Linked DNA regions of Sus scrofa: all the other regions are linked to region 2. The links are chromatin contacts, called in public HiChIP or PLAC-seq maps. All regions are on one chromosome and are shown on one strand. The core of a region is the stretch at or near the end of the contact, and the rest is flanking DNA. Distances in the headings are between cores, read along the strand shown. Region 1 overlaps LOC102161912 (a long non-coding RNA gene). Region 2 overlaps LOC106504394. Region 3 holds the start of STK38 (serine/threonine-protein kinase 38).

The links. HiChIP or PLAC-seq counts read pairs in DNA pulled down with a chosen protein or histone mark.
Region 1: a contact with region 2 is called in an H3K27ac HiChIP or PLAC-seq map of alveolar macrophages. The contact joins two enhancer-like sites. A contact is called at or near these places in 2 of 47 Hi-C or Micro-C datasets (embryonic fibroblasts and fetal skeletal muscle) and 2 of 2 datasets of contacts at active chromatin or transcription factors (alveolar macrophages and skeletal muscle).
Region 3: a contact with region 2 is called in an H3K27ac HiChIP or PLAC-seq map of alveolar macrophages. The contact joins the promoter of STK38 here to the enhancer-like site in region 2. A contact is called at or near these places in 2 of 5 promoter capture datasets (fetal skeletal muscle and liver), 5 of 47 Hi-C or Micro-C datasets (alveolar macrophages, blood, mesenteric adipose tissue and 2 more) and 1 of 2 datasets of contacts at active chromatin or transcription factors (alveolar macrophages).

The regions. Positions count from the first base shown.
Region 1 is chr7:32,300,869-32,305,149 of Sscrofa11.1, reverse strand. It overlaps LOC102161912 (a long non-coding RNA gene), which reads left to right. Exons shown (of 4, transcript XR_304410.3): 4 at 922-4,281. Among named protein-coding and RNA genes, the nearest start is that of SRSF3, 14 kb to the right of the region's middle. Within about 2 kb of position 2,144, at least 10 of the 83 cell types and tissues checked have an H3K27ac peak or open chromatin away from gene starts, as enhancers often do. A contact at or near this core is called in alveolar macrophages, where this site is marked.
Region 2 is chr7:32,082,504-32,086,778 of Sscrofa11.1, reverse strand. LOC106504394 reads right to left here. Exons shown (of 5, transcript XR_002345689.1): 3 at 472-668. Among named protein-coding and RNA genes, the nearest start is that of ETV7, 25 kb to the left of the region's middle. Within about 2 kb of position 2,043, at least 4 of the 83 cell types and tissues checked have an H3K27ac peak or open chromatin away from gene starts, as enhancers often do. A contact at or near this core is called in alveolar macrophages, where this site is marked.
Region 3 is chr7:32,251,814-32,256,025 of Sscrofa11.1, reverse strand. It overlaps STK38 (serine/threonine-protein kinase 38), which reads left to right and starts at 2,353. Exons shown (of 14, transcript XM_001929552.7): 1 at 2,353-2,679.

The sequences.
Region 1 (4,281 bases), core at 895-3,394, 220 kb before region 2:
TAGGTTGCAGACGCGGCTTGGATCCTGCGTTGCTGTGGCTCTGGCGTAGGCCGGTGGCTACAGCTCCGATTCAACCCCTAGCCTGGGAATCTCCATATGCTGCGGGAGCGGCCCAAGAAATGGCAAAAAGACAAAAACATAACAAAACAAAACACTTAACGGAGTTCCCATTGTGGCTCAGTGGTTAACAAATCCTACTAGGAACCATGAGGTTGTGGGTTTGATCCCTGGTCTTGCTCAGTGGGTTAAGGATCTGGTGTTGCTGTGAGCTGTGGTGTAGGTTGCAGACGCAGCTTGGATCCTGCGTTGCTGTGGCTGCGGTGTAGGCTAGTGGCTATGGCTCTGATTCGACCCTTGCCTGGGAACCTCCATATGCCGCAGGAGTGGCCCTAGAAAAGGCAAAAAGACAAAAACAAAACAAAAGCAAAACACTTAACATGGTCTTGAACCCAAGCCTTGGCTGCAAAATGAGAAACTGCCCTCACTCAAGTGGTGAGGTTTAAGTGAGCTGGTGGTATGTATATGTAAAATACTTAGCAAAATGCTGGCACTTGAGTTCAAGAAATGCTGATTATCACTATTGCCTGTATTACTATCTTTATTGTTATAGTGGAAAAAACTTACTGGAAAAAAGTCTTTGGACATTCAATTCTGTTAAACAGGTAGTGACCTCAGGCAAAGAATTTGGCCCAGTGTTCGCAAAGCAGTATTCTTAATGGGGCACTACTGCCACCTAGTGGGTGCCTGGGAAATTGACTTTTCTTTTTTATTGATTTTTTTGGTTGTTTCAGCTGCGCCTCTTTAAGTTTCCGGGCCAGGGACTGAACTCGCATCACAGCTGTGACCAGAGCCACAGCAGTGACAACGCTGGATCTCTAACCCACTGAGCAACCAGGATTTTTTTGTTTTGTTTTTTTTCAGTGATGGTCACACTGCCGGGGAACATAACTGACTTTAGGGGAAGGGGATGAAGATACGATGCCTGGCACACAAAGAATTGCCCATGTCCACAGGACTGAACCAACTACAGGTAAACAATGCCAGACAGATCCTTAATGCTAGGCCACCAGGGAGCTCTTCATCTTGATTTTTTTAAAAATAATTAACATAAAAAATGGAGTTCCCGCTCTAGAGCAGTGGGTTAAAAATCCAACTGCAATGACTCAGGTCACGGTAGAAGTGCAGGTTCGGTACCCAGCCCCGTGTGGTGGGTTAAAGGATCCCACTTGTCACAGCTGCAACTCAGATTCAATCCCTGGCCTAGGAACTGTGTGCCACAGGCGTGGCCATTAAAAAGGGGAAAAAAAAAGATTTCATTTCAGAATAGTCAGAGATCATTACAAAATTTTCTTTACAAAAAGGGGGCCCAAGGGGTTATGAGGGTTGAGATCACTTTCCCTGTCTGAGCTTCTTCAGTAAATGAGATAACCCCAACATCAGAGCTGATGAGAAAAAGCACCACATGTGTGCTCAGAACATGGTAATTCAGTTTTAGTTCCCAGCCTGGTGTCTACCTTTTCTGTCCCATACCTTGCTCAAGGGATATCCCCAACACAAGCACCGTGAACTTAAGGAGTAAGGAAGCATTTTCTGATGAAAACAATCACATCCGGCTGCTAGGTGACACAGAAACCAGTCTAGATGATGCACTTATAAACTCTCCCACTCACCTTAGAATTATTCCAAATCTTTTGAGGAAAGGAATGGAGCATTCATCCAAGTTAACAGACTGCAGCTGCTGAAGGCAGTTCAACAGCTTAAATTTAAGTGACCACTCAAATATTCCCATTTAATTTAGACCATTTTCCCCCCCTCCAGCAACTAAGAAATGCTGCAGACTCCTAACTACAGCCACTGGTTTTGAAACCAGAGGAGGTAGGTGCTTTCATGAATCTCTGTCTGACCATAGAATTCTTAGGTGTTCACCATAACAGAGTCCATTTGGGGAAAAAGGAAAAATAGTTGGGAAAATAGTTGAAAATAGTTGAAAAAGTTAACTAAAAAAACCCCATCAAACATAAATGTTAAAAGTTCGGTGTGTACCAGTCCTTATGTAAAATGTAATACTCAGTAGTGCTGCTATCACGTTCCCCAAAGGGTTAAAACTGGGGTGATGTCAAGACCAGGAAACTGGAATAGCCATAGCAACGAGTCACGGGTTTGAAGGCTGCCCATGACTCAAGGTTAACAGTGAACAAGGACACTTGTTATCAACCCGTTCACATTAGCACAGCTTTGTCCTCCTTGACAATGACATTTTAAGTCACATTAAATTAAGCATCACTAAGCATCAGGATAAAGCCAGGTAGGCCTTTGCCAAGAAATATCTTGACTACTTAACAAGTGGTACCCTGCCCAGATGATGACGTGGATTTCAGTAGAACATAACATCTCAGAAGTGCATGCTTCAGATATGTAATAAGAGAAAAGCTAAAGGACACATGACTTCCATTTATTTCTAGCTGTATAAATACCTGCTCATTACAGTATGCCTAACTTTCTAGAAAACAAAAATTCAACACGTTACCTCAAGAAAGGAAGAAATAATTATTTCCCAGTATACATACAATTTACACTTTTTACCATGAGCATGTTTTAGAACTAGAGACAACTAAATCCTGTCATTAAGTGACAATGAAATGGTACCTTATGATTGGGTTATAAAAATGCAGAACAGAAAACAAAGGCTTTGGAGACAAGTATGTTCTCAGATCTTCCTCAGCTTACACCTTGATATACCAGTCATAAATTGAAAATATCTTAAGTTAAAAACACTATACTACACCTAACCTACCCAACATTAAGCTTAGCCTAGCTTACCTTAAATATGCTCAGAACACTTAGATTAACCTACAGCTGGGCAAAACTATCCAACAAAATGTTGAATATCTCATGTAATTTACTGAATACAGAGTGAAAAGCAGAATAGTTAGGTCCAGAAGAAGTATACTAGTTTACTCTTGTGATTGCATGGCTGCCTGGGAGCCATGCCTTAGCTTGTTGCCCCTGCCCAAGCACCAAGAGTTTTGTGCTGCCCGCCACTAGCCAAGGAAAAGATCAAAATTGAAAGTTTCTGGAGTTCCCATTGTGGCCGAGTGGGTTAAGGAGCTAACTACTATCCATGAGGATGCAGGTTTGATCTCTGACCTCACTCAGTGGGTTAAGGGTCCACACTGCCACAAAGTGCAGCATAGGTTGCAGATGTGGGTGGGATACTGCATTGCTGTGGCTGTGGTGTGTAGGCTGGCAGCTCCAATTCAATCCCCAACCTGGAACTTCCACATGCTGCAGGTGTGACCCTAAAAAAGAAAAAAAAAATTGGTTTCCAGAGTTGCTTTCACACCATTATTAGGTCAAAACAAACAAAAAAAACCCCACGAGTTGAATCATCCTAAGTCGGAAATTGTGTACTTGTTTAGCAGCATAAGGAGTGATATTAGGAACTTTTTTCTGCCCTCTTTTAATAGAGATACTCACCTTAAGTGAGTGATAAGCATTACAGAAGAAAAAGGCCCTGGACAATGTTTGGCAGACTGGTACTGAAAAACAAAATTTATCTTCCTAGAAGACATAGCTGGCCAGAGTAGGTGTGGTAGGGCAGATGAATTAAAAAAAAGAAAAAAAAAAATTTAAAACCTTCCTTACCTGACTACTCCAAGTCTTCCACCCAAGCTTCCAGCATCCTAAAAGAAGCTTACTTTAAAAGATTTTAAATCTATTTAAGATTTTTTAATCTAAGATTTTCAATCTGTTTTCAAATATTCAGTTCTTAGCCCTCTCCAAATTATCAGAGTTCACCTACACCTTATTTAAAGTAGGCAACTTTGGAGTTTCCACTGTGACCCATGACCCATGAGGATGTGGGTTTGATCTCTGGCCTTGCTCAGTGACTTGGCTCAGATCCCATGTGGCTGTGGCATAGGCCGACAACTGCAGCTCCGAATTAATTAGAACCCTTAGCCTGGGAACTTCCAAGAGTGAAACCCTATCTAAAAAAAATAAAAAAGTAGGCAACTTCTACTCCCAACCTCCCTTCTGGAAACCAATTTCATTTCAAATGGACTGCTTGGCATACATTGCCAACTGAAGACCAAACAGGACTGCCGGTTCAATTTCTTGTCCCCATTAAACCCCAAACAGCTGGGACACATAAGCCAGCCATTTCAATGTGAGGACAGTAACATTTCCAGCTTCTTGGCCTTCCTACCAGTACCAAAGCCCACACTGCTTACTCAGCAGTAGGGCTGAAGGAAAATCAAAAATCATCAGACTGGGAGAAGG
Region 2 (4,275 bases), core at 794-3,293:
GACCCACAGCACAGCTCGCGGCAACGCCAGATTGTTAACCCACTGAGCAAGGGCAGGGATCGAATCTGCAACCTCATGGTTCCTAGTCTGACTCGTCAACCACTGCCCCAAGACGGGAACTCCTAACATTTTAATCCTGGTGGCCCAGCCTTGTCTCAGGCTCTTAATGCAGGAAGCTCGGGCGGACACTGGTGACCCTGTGTCTTTCTTGGGTAGGATCCTAGTTGTGCTAGTCTTTCTTGGCTTCTTCCTCCCTATAATGTTACTCTACATTTTCATGTGTTCTCTTGGGAATCTTATAGAGGAATTCTCCTGTGGCTCAGCGGCTTAAGGATCTGGTGTTATCACTGCAGCAGCCTGGGTCACTGCTGTGGCGTGGTGCCATCCCTGGCCTGGAAACTTCCATATGCTGCCGTATGGGGGAAAAAAAAAAAAGCTTTATAGAGACACACAGAACACACACACACTTACAGAGCAAGCTCCTGATGCCTCCAAGCCATTTATGTCTGGTGGCGAATGTGAAAGTGGTCTGGGCTCAGGAGGAGGACTGATTGTCCAATGCTGGCATCGGGTCCCCTCAGGCACCTCCTCCATGCTGGCCTGGCCACTCAGGGTGACCGTCGAACTAAGCCCACTCCCTTTGGATGGGGAGTTTAAAGTGAGTTGCCCTGAAATCAGAATGTGAATGTTTAAGAAATATTTTAATCATGATTTTAATTTTAAAAATTCCCTAACCTAGTAAGTTAACTGTTCATATGGGGAGCTGGGGGTAGCATACAAAAGAGGAATTCCTGGAGTTTCCGTCATGGCTCAGTGGTTAATGAATCCGACTAGGAACCATGAGGTTGCAGGTTCAATCTCTGGCCTTGCTCAGTGGGTTAACGACCTGGCGTTGCCGTGAGCTGTGGTGTAGGTAGCAGACGTGGCTTGGATCTGGCATTGCTGTGGCTCTGATGTAAGCCGGTGGCTATAGCTCCAATTAGACCTCTAGCCTGGGAACCTCCATATGCTGTGGGAGTGGCCCTAGAAAAGGTAAAAAAAAAAAAAAAAAGAGGAATTCCCGTTGTGGCTCAGCAGGTTAAGCACCCAGCACAGTCTTTATGAGGATATAGGTTTGATCCCTGGCCTCACTCAGTGGGTTAAGGATCTGGTGTTGTTGTGGCTGTGATGTAGGCCGGTAGCTGCAGCTCCGATTTGACCCCTAGCCTGGGAACTTCCACATGCTGCAGGTGCAGCCCTAAAAAGAAAAAAACAACAACCAATTTTTAAATAATTAAATAAAAACCAAAGGAGAGTGGGGCCCTGCTGCCCTTGGGAAGGTCACATATCAGTGTGGGAAGCAGAAGTGGCTGATGAGCAGACTTTGTCTCCAGGGAGAGATGAATGAGAGGTGGCTGTGGGGACCAGGTAGCTCTGGTGAATTTTGCTTGGGAGGGGAGGGGCTGCGGGAGTGTCACTAAGGAGGCTCACTCAAGCTTCTGTTCTGTTTTCTCCTTCCCTTTTGGAGGGGTGAGGTCTGAGGTGAAGCAGGGTGGGGGGACTTCTGATCAAGAGGGGTCCGGGAGAAAGGCAGGGTGCAGGGGAAATGGAGGCAGGGCTGACTGCAGAGGCCCCTCCCTGAGGAAGGGCAAAGGGGTCGCAAGGATGAGGAGAAAGCCTTTGGGGGGGCCCTCCTGCCTCTGACCCATGAGAGACATAGGGGAAACTCCCAGCAGCCCCTGCACCAACTTCACGTGGCAATTGATGCTGTGGGGATAAAAAACACTGTTGGAAGCCTGTCTGGAGGGAGCTTTCAATGGAGGAGCTCAGTCCCAGGCCCTGTGCTGGGGTTTCCCTGTCATGGGAGCCTAGCTGGCCTCTGACACCAGAGTCTGGTTTGGGATGGACCTTTGATTGAAACTGCCTGCTCTTTTCTCGGAAAGGAAGAGAAACTAGAAGGGGAAAGTAAGAGGAGCAGCCAGCCCAGAATGGGGCATGTTCCCCCAGGGGCAGCTGTGCCCTGCAGTTCACCACCCAGAGCAGGAGCTGGGGCCCATTTCAGGGCTGGAGGAGGGATGAGCAGAATCCAGCACCCACACCAGATGGCGCTGTGCTGGCCCACTGAGCTCTCAGGTGTTTTTGCTTTTGCTCAAAGTGGATTCTGTGTGGTAAGCTTAACACATGAAGCTTTTCGCGGCTTCTACCAATAGATGCCAACGCCTTTGAGGATAGTAAATAATGCAGTAAGATAAGCAAATAACAAACAGTACAACAAATATAATGAAATATGCACTTCGGTAGACAAAATCTTTCAGAATCTGATACCCATGGAGCAATAACAGAGGGTTTTTTTGGGGGGGAAGGGTGTTGTAGTTTCATGGAGGCTTCAGCAGAACTGAACTCGACTGGGAAACTTTAATTCTGGGCTAAGACAATTCAGGGCCACTCCCAAATCAGCAGAATGAACAAATGAGTCTCCTCCTATATTCCTCCAGGTAGCTTCCCAGTTTGTCATCCCAGGAGTCTGGAATAAAGTTTGAGAAGGGTGTGTCTCCTCCAACTCCAGGGACATGCCTCACAACCCCTGAGTCCCATTAATAAGCCTTCCCTGTAATAGTAACCTCTCTGATGCCTGCTGGTGCCTGGCCCAGTGCAGGAACCTCCCCCCACCCAAGCTCTCACAAACCCTGCAGTCCTCACAAAACACTCAGAAACTACCTTCTGGCTTCTCTAGCTTGGGGACACTCAAGGCATCTCTCCTTGGGAGAGCCTGAAGTTTAAAATCATGTCCACCAGGTGGCGCAAAGCTCCGTGAGTTGGTGTTGGGAGCACTCTCTGCTGCCAGTATCCGTTCTGACAGAGCACGCCTGCCCTCTCCTGCTAAGACGTAAGTACTACTCTCCAGCTCAGGCGTGGTCTGTAAGTAGACTGAAAACATCTAGTGATGGGGAGCTTGCTGCCTCTTGGGACAGAGTCAGTAGCAGGAGTGGGGATGGAATTGAGGGCACCAAAAAGCTACCTGTTCACTAATGTTACCCTTCCTCTTCCAACCCACAGGACAATGGTTTATGAAATTTCTGTCTTCCCAGTCTCTTTCTTGGGACTAACTCATCTCCTTTTCTTATCACCTTATCTTTGAGTAGTTAATTAACTTTCTGAACAGAGGCCCAGATGAGACCTTCCTGGGACATAGCCCAGGGTGAGTCAAAACCCTTGCTACCCTCTCCCCACACCTGCAGCCCCTGATTAAGAATCAAAAGGACTATGGCTCCCTCAGTTCCCTAGTGGCCTCAGTGAAGTCAGCCTCCTGGGCCTTCTGTGTCCATGTCCATAAAATGAGTAAGAGCATCCTCTCCCCTGCTGACCACATTAAATTACTGAGAAACTTCAAATAAATACTTTATTCATCTATTTAAATTTTTTTTTTTTTTTGGTCTTTTTAGGGTCACACCTGAAGCATATGGAAGTTCCCAGGCCATGGTCGAATCAGAGCTGAAGCTCCTGGTCTACACCACGGCCACAGCAATGCCAGATATGAGCCTTGTCTGCAATCTACACCATAGCTCACGGCAACATCAGATCCTTAACTCACTGAGCAAGGCCAGGGATTGAATCCAGATCCTCACAGATACTAGTCGGGTTCATAACCCGCTGAGCCATGACGGGAACTCCTTAACAATTTTTTTTTTCTTTTTACAGCTGCATCTGTGGTATATGGAAGTTCCCGGGCAAGGGGTCGAATCGGAGCTGCAGCTGCCAGCCTACACCACAGCCACAGCAACAGCAGATCCAAGCAGCATCTGTGACATACACCGCATCTTGCATTAACACTGGATCCTTAACCCACTGAGCAAGGCCAGGGATGGAACCTGCATCCTCATGAATACGAGTTGGGTTCTTAACCCACTAAGCCATGATGGGAACTCCTACTTAACAAATATTTACTAAGCACCCATGATATACTAGGCACTGTTCTAGAAACTGGGGAGTACAGAGGTAACCAGGACAGGTAAGACCTGGGTGATGATAAGAGTCATGAAGGAAAACAGTCGAGTGAAGGGGCAAGGTCTTTTTTTTTTTTTTTTTTTTTTTTTTTTTTTTTAAGGGCCACACCCACAGCATATGGAGGCTCTCAGGCTAGGGGCTGAATTGGTGTAGCCTAAACCGCTGGCCTACCCCACAGTCACAGCAACGCCAGACCCAAGCTGCATCTGCGACGTACACCACAGCTCATGGCCATGCTGGATCCTTAATCCACTGATTGAGGCCAGCGATCGAACCTGCATTCTCGCGGAT
Region 3 (4,212 bases), core at 1,104-3,603, 170 kb before region 2:
CATTATTTATACCTGTCTGGTCTGTGGCCCTCCGCTTGCAATATTATTTAAAACAACCAAGATATGGACACAACCTGAGTGCCCATCAATAGATAAATGGATAAAGAAGATGTGGTGTATGCATATATAGTGGAGTATTACTCAGTCATGAAAAAGAATGAAATCTTGCCATTTGTGACAACATGGATGGAAGAGGGTATTATGGTACAGTTATAGGTACAGAGATAGGTGGTTGTCAGAGGGGAGGTGAGTAGGAGGAATGGGGGAAATAGGTGAGGGAGATTAAGAGGTACAAACTTCTGGTTGCAAAATAAATGAGTCACAGTATGGAGAATATAGTCAATAACTATGTAATATCTTTGTGAGATGACTTACAATTAGACTTATATCTCTTTTTGCTTGTTTATTTTTGTTTTGGGCCACTCCCAGGGCATGCGGAAGTTCCAGGCCAGGGATCGAACTTGCACCACATCAGTGACCTCAGCTACTGCAGAAACAATGCCAGTAGCTGAGTCGCATGAGAACTCCCAGACTTATATAATTTTGAAATGTATAGAAATACTGAATCACTATTTTGTATAATAGAAACTAACACAGTGTCGTATACTTCAAAACCAGCCAAACAGACTCAGAAAAAGAATTCAGATCTGTGGTTACCAGAGTGGGGAAGGGGAAGCTAGGTGAAGGTGGTCAAAAAATACAAATTTCCAATTACAAGTACTAGAGATATAATGTACACCATGATAAATATAATTAACACTGCCATATGTTATATATGAAAGTGGTTAAGTGAGTAAATAATTTCTCATCACAAGGAAAAAATATTTTTGGGAGTTCCTGTTGTAGCTTGGCAGGTTAGGAACCTGACTTGCATTCATGAGGATGTGGTTTGATCCCTGACCTCGCTCAGTAGGTTAAGGATCTGGGTGTTGCTGTGGCTGAGGCGTAGGCCGGCAGCCAGAGCTGTGATTGGACCCCTAGCCTGGGAATTTACATATGCTGCAGGTGCAGCCCTAAAAAGCAAAAAAAAAAAAAAAAAAAAAAAAAGTATTTACATGAGGTGATGGATGTTCACTAAACTTACTGTGATAATCATTTCAAGATGTATGTAATTCAAATCATTATGCTGCCCACCTTAAACTTATAGCATGCTGTGTGTCAATCATACCTCAATAAAAATGGAAGAAGGAAAAAAAGAGTTTTGAGGATCACCTGAGATTAAGTGCTTGCCTGTGGTTTGTAAACTGAAAATGCTAATGCAAACATCTGGCACTGTTACTAAATCGTTAAGGCTGGGGAAGAATTTGACAAAGGCACTGGGGGAGAAGGGCCTCTGAGCTGAGAGAACAAAAGATGAAGTGGTTTTTGTGTGCTAGACAAAAGGAAACCGGGCTTTGAAGTCTAGAAAGATGAAAGCAGTCAAGGAAGGCCTATGTTTTTAAGACCATTAAGGAAACAAAGCCTGGGACCCCAAGCTTGAAGGATAAAACCAACACCCACGGTCTTACACAGCTACACAAGAGCGTGGGGGCAACATAATATCATAAAGCACCCTGAAGAATGACTTTCACACATGTTTCTTTCGTTGCCTAGATGACTTCTTTGAAGGCTGGCAGGGACCATGTCTTACTCATCTTGTTTCCAGAAGCCTGACACTTACTGGTCAAGAGCACTGCGCTCCACTCTCAAGGAAGGAATGACTGTCCAAAGGCTTGGGACCTCTTTAACCCAAGGGGTGGTACAGACTAAGCTGCTGGGTAGCCTTGAAAAGCAGGTTCTTCTGGGCACACTGGGATGACCTCCTGTTATCCAATGACCCCAGCCAAGTCAAGTCGCATTAATCCTTACTTTAAGAGGAGGTGGGGCCAAGCCCTCCAGAGGACCTATTTAGGACGGTCGAAACATCCAGGAGAAGCGGGGGATCACAACTACTAGAGTGATAGAATTTCATAGAACTACAGACGAGCGCGCGCACGAGCGCACACTCACACACACAGAGTGCCTGCCAAACTGGTTAAATACGAGGCAGGTTTGTAATCTAGTTAATTGCTTTGGTGTAGTTAATTGTATCCCGCCAATGTCAATTTCCTGGTTTTGATCATAGATTTTAGTTATGTAAGATGTTGAGGGCAGCTGAGTGGGTGATGGGTAAAAAGGACCTCTTTGTACTGATTTTGCAACTTCTTGTGAGAAAAATTATTTCAAAGTAAAAAGTTCAAAAAAAAAAAAAAAGACCCTTTCCCGAGCCGAGCCCCGCCCACCAGGATAAGGCCCCACACCTCACTCTTCTGAGCGCAACCCAGTCTCTCCTGCTGAATTGAGTCGGAGAGGGGCGGGGCCGCGCACGCGCAGACCGGAAAGCCCGCGCCGCGTCGCTGGGAAGTCACGCTTGCGCAGTCTGGGCCCCTGGCCGCCGCGCCAGCCTGTCTCCGCGGCTGGGGACCCGGCTGCCTCGGCCCCTCCGCTTGTCGTCTTTTCCGGCAGTTGGGGCGCTTCCTGTTGTCCTCACCGACAACCGCCCCTCGGCCCCCTACCTCAGAGCTCCTTACGCGTCCCCACCCCTCTTCTGGTCGGCTGGCTGCTGCCGCTGGGGTTTCGCCTGTCCGCACGTCGAGTCCGCTGGCTCGGCCGGCGTCTGCGGCTGTCTGCGCCCTCAGCCCTGCCTCCCCCGGGTCTCTGGTGAGTATCTTGCTGCTGTTGTCTTCAGTCTGGCTCAGGCTTCTCCCTTCATCTCTCCTCTTTCCCCGACTCTTTTTGGGGCTCTCCCCTGCCTGCTGGCGCCCTCTTTCCAGCCCTGCTCTTTCTGCCCCTCCTGACAGACAGCCCCCCCTGACAGACAGCCCCCCTCCTCCCGGCTTCCAGAGGCTCCTTGTGGGTCCTCGGCACGTTTTTCCAGCCCCGGGCTCCCCACCACTCCTTTCTCTTTAGTCGTGTGCATTTGGGGTGGGGAGCCAGGCTGTCTTCTTTCTGTGTTGCCAGCTTTGTCTGCTCACTGCCACCCGCTCAGTCTCCTCCGGGATGTCGGTCGTTAACAATTTTCACCTTTTTGGAGGGGTTGTCTAAGAACGTGAGAGGTGTTGTGTGAGGCAGCGATGTCGAAAGCCCCCACCCCACGGGACCTTTGAATCTGCCCCCTTCCCTACGGTTAGTCTTAGGGTCCCGGGCTTCAGGTCATCTGAAAACCACAAGAAACTGTAGTGGGAGATTTTTAAGAAGAGAGTGGAGAAGGCAAATCACTAAGGACTTAAAGCAAAGTCTGTGCAGAAAGACTTGGAGAAAGTGTGCAGCAGGGAAAGTGGGGAGGCCAGCGCTCCCAGGTGACTAAAAGACGGAGGAACTTGTTCTTTTGGAAAAGTGTAGAGAAAGGTTGCAGTGAAGGAGACCCTGTGCTGCTTCTCCCTTTCAGCTCTCTTTGGCTCTGAATTAGACTTAGCCAGGCAGTGGATGTGGTTTCCCTAAGCCTAAAACTACCAGCACCACAATAACAGGCTCCACTCTCCACCCAGACATTAGATAGCAGCTTCCTCATCAGAGCACAGGAGGAACAACTCTATCTGACTCTAAGAAAACCATTCCTGTCCTAACCGCGCCCCCTTTCATAGATACATGTTCTTAGCTCTTAGTAATGGGCATAAGAAATGGGCGTTTCCCTACTAAGTCTTTTATAAGGTACCTACTAAGTGCATAGCATCGTGCATGATATATATGGTGAAGGATACTAAAAGTAGTATAAGACAGAGTACTTGTCTTTCAGTGGCTTACAGTTTAGTAGAAATTAGATATGTGACTCTCAAGGAATAGTCTTAGCCCCAGTGTTGAATTGTCCAAATGAAAGTATTGGGTTGTTAGTCACAATGAATTAAAGAATTGGTGAGAAAAGGGGTACTTGTGGAGTTAACAGTCCCATTGTAGAGACAGTCAACCGTAAATCACCTGGATTGAATAAAACAAGAGTTTTCATTTGGTCTCCTTTTACTGTTTGCAGTACCTACCCCTGACTTATGAGGATCACAGTTTTTTTTGTTAAAGTTTTTAAGCTTTTTAAGAATTTCTCCCCTACTTATTAGCTATTAATTCTACGGAGTTGGAGAATGAAAGAAACAGGGCAAGGGCTTTCAGTGGTCAGGGCAGGAAGGCTTGAGTTGTCTAAAGCATGAGGAAAAGCCCTGTCTTACAACAAGTACTTGGTGGGCCCAGTAAACCTACTAATTG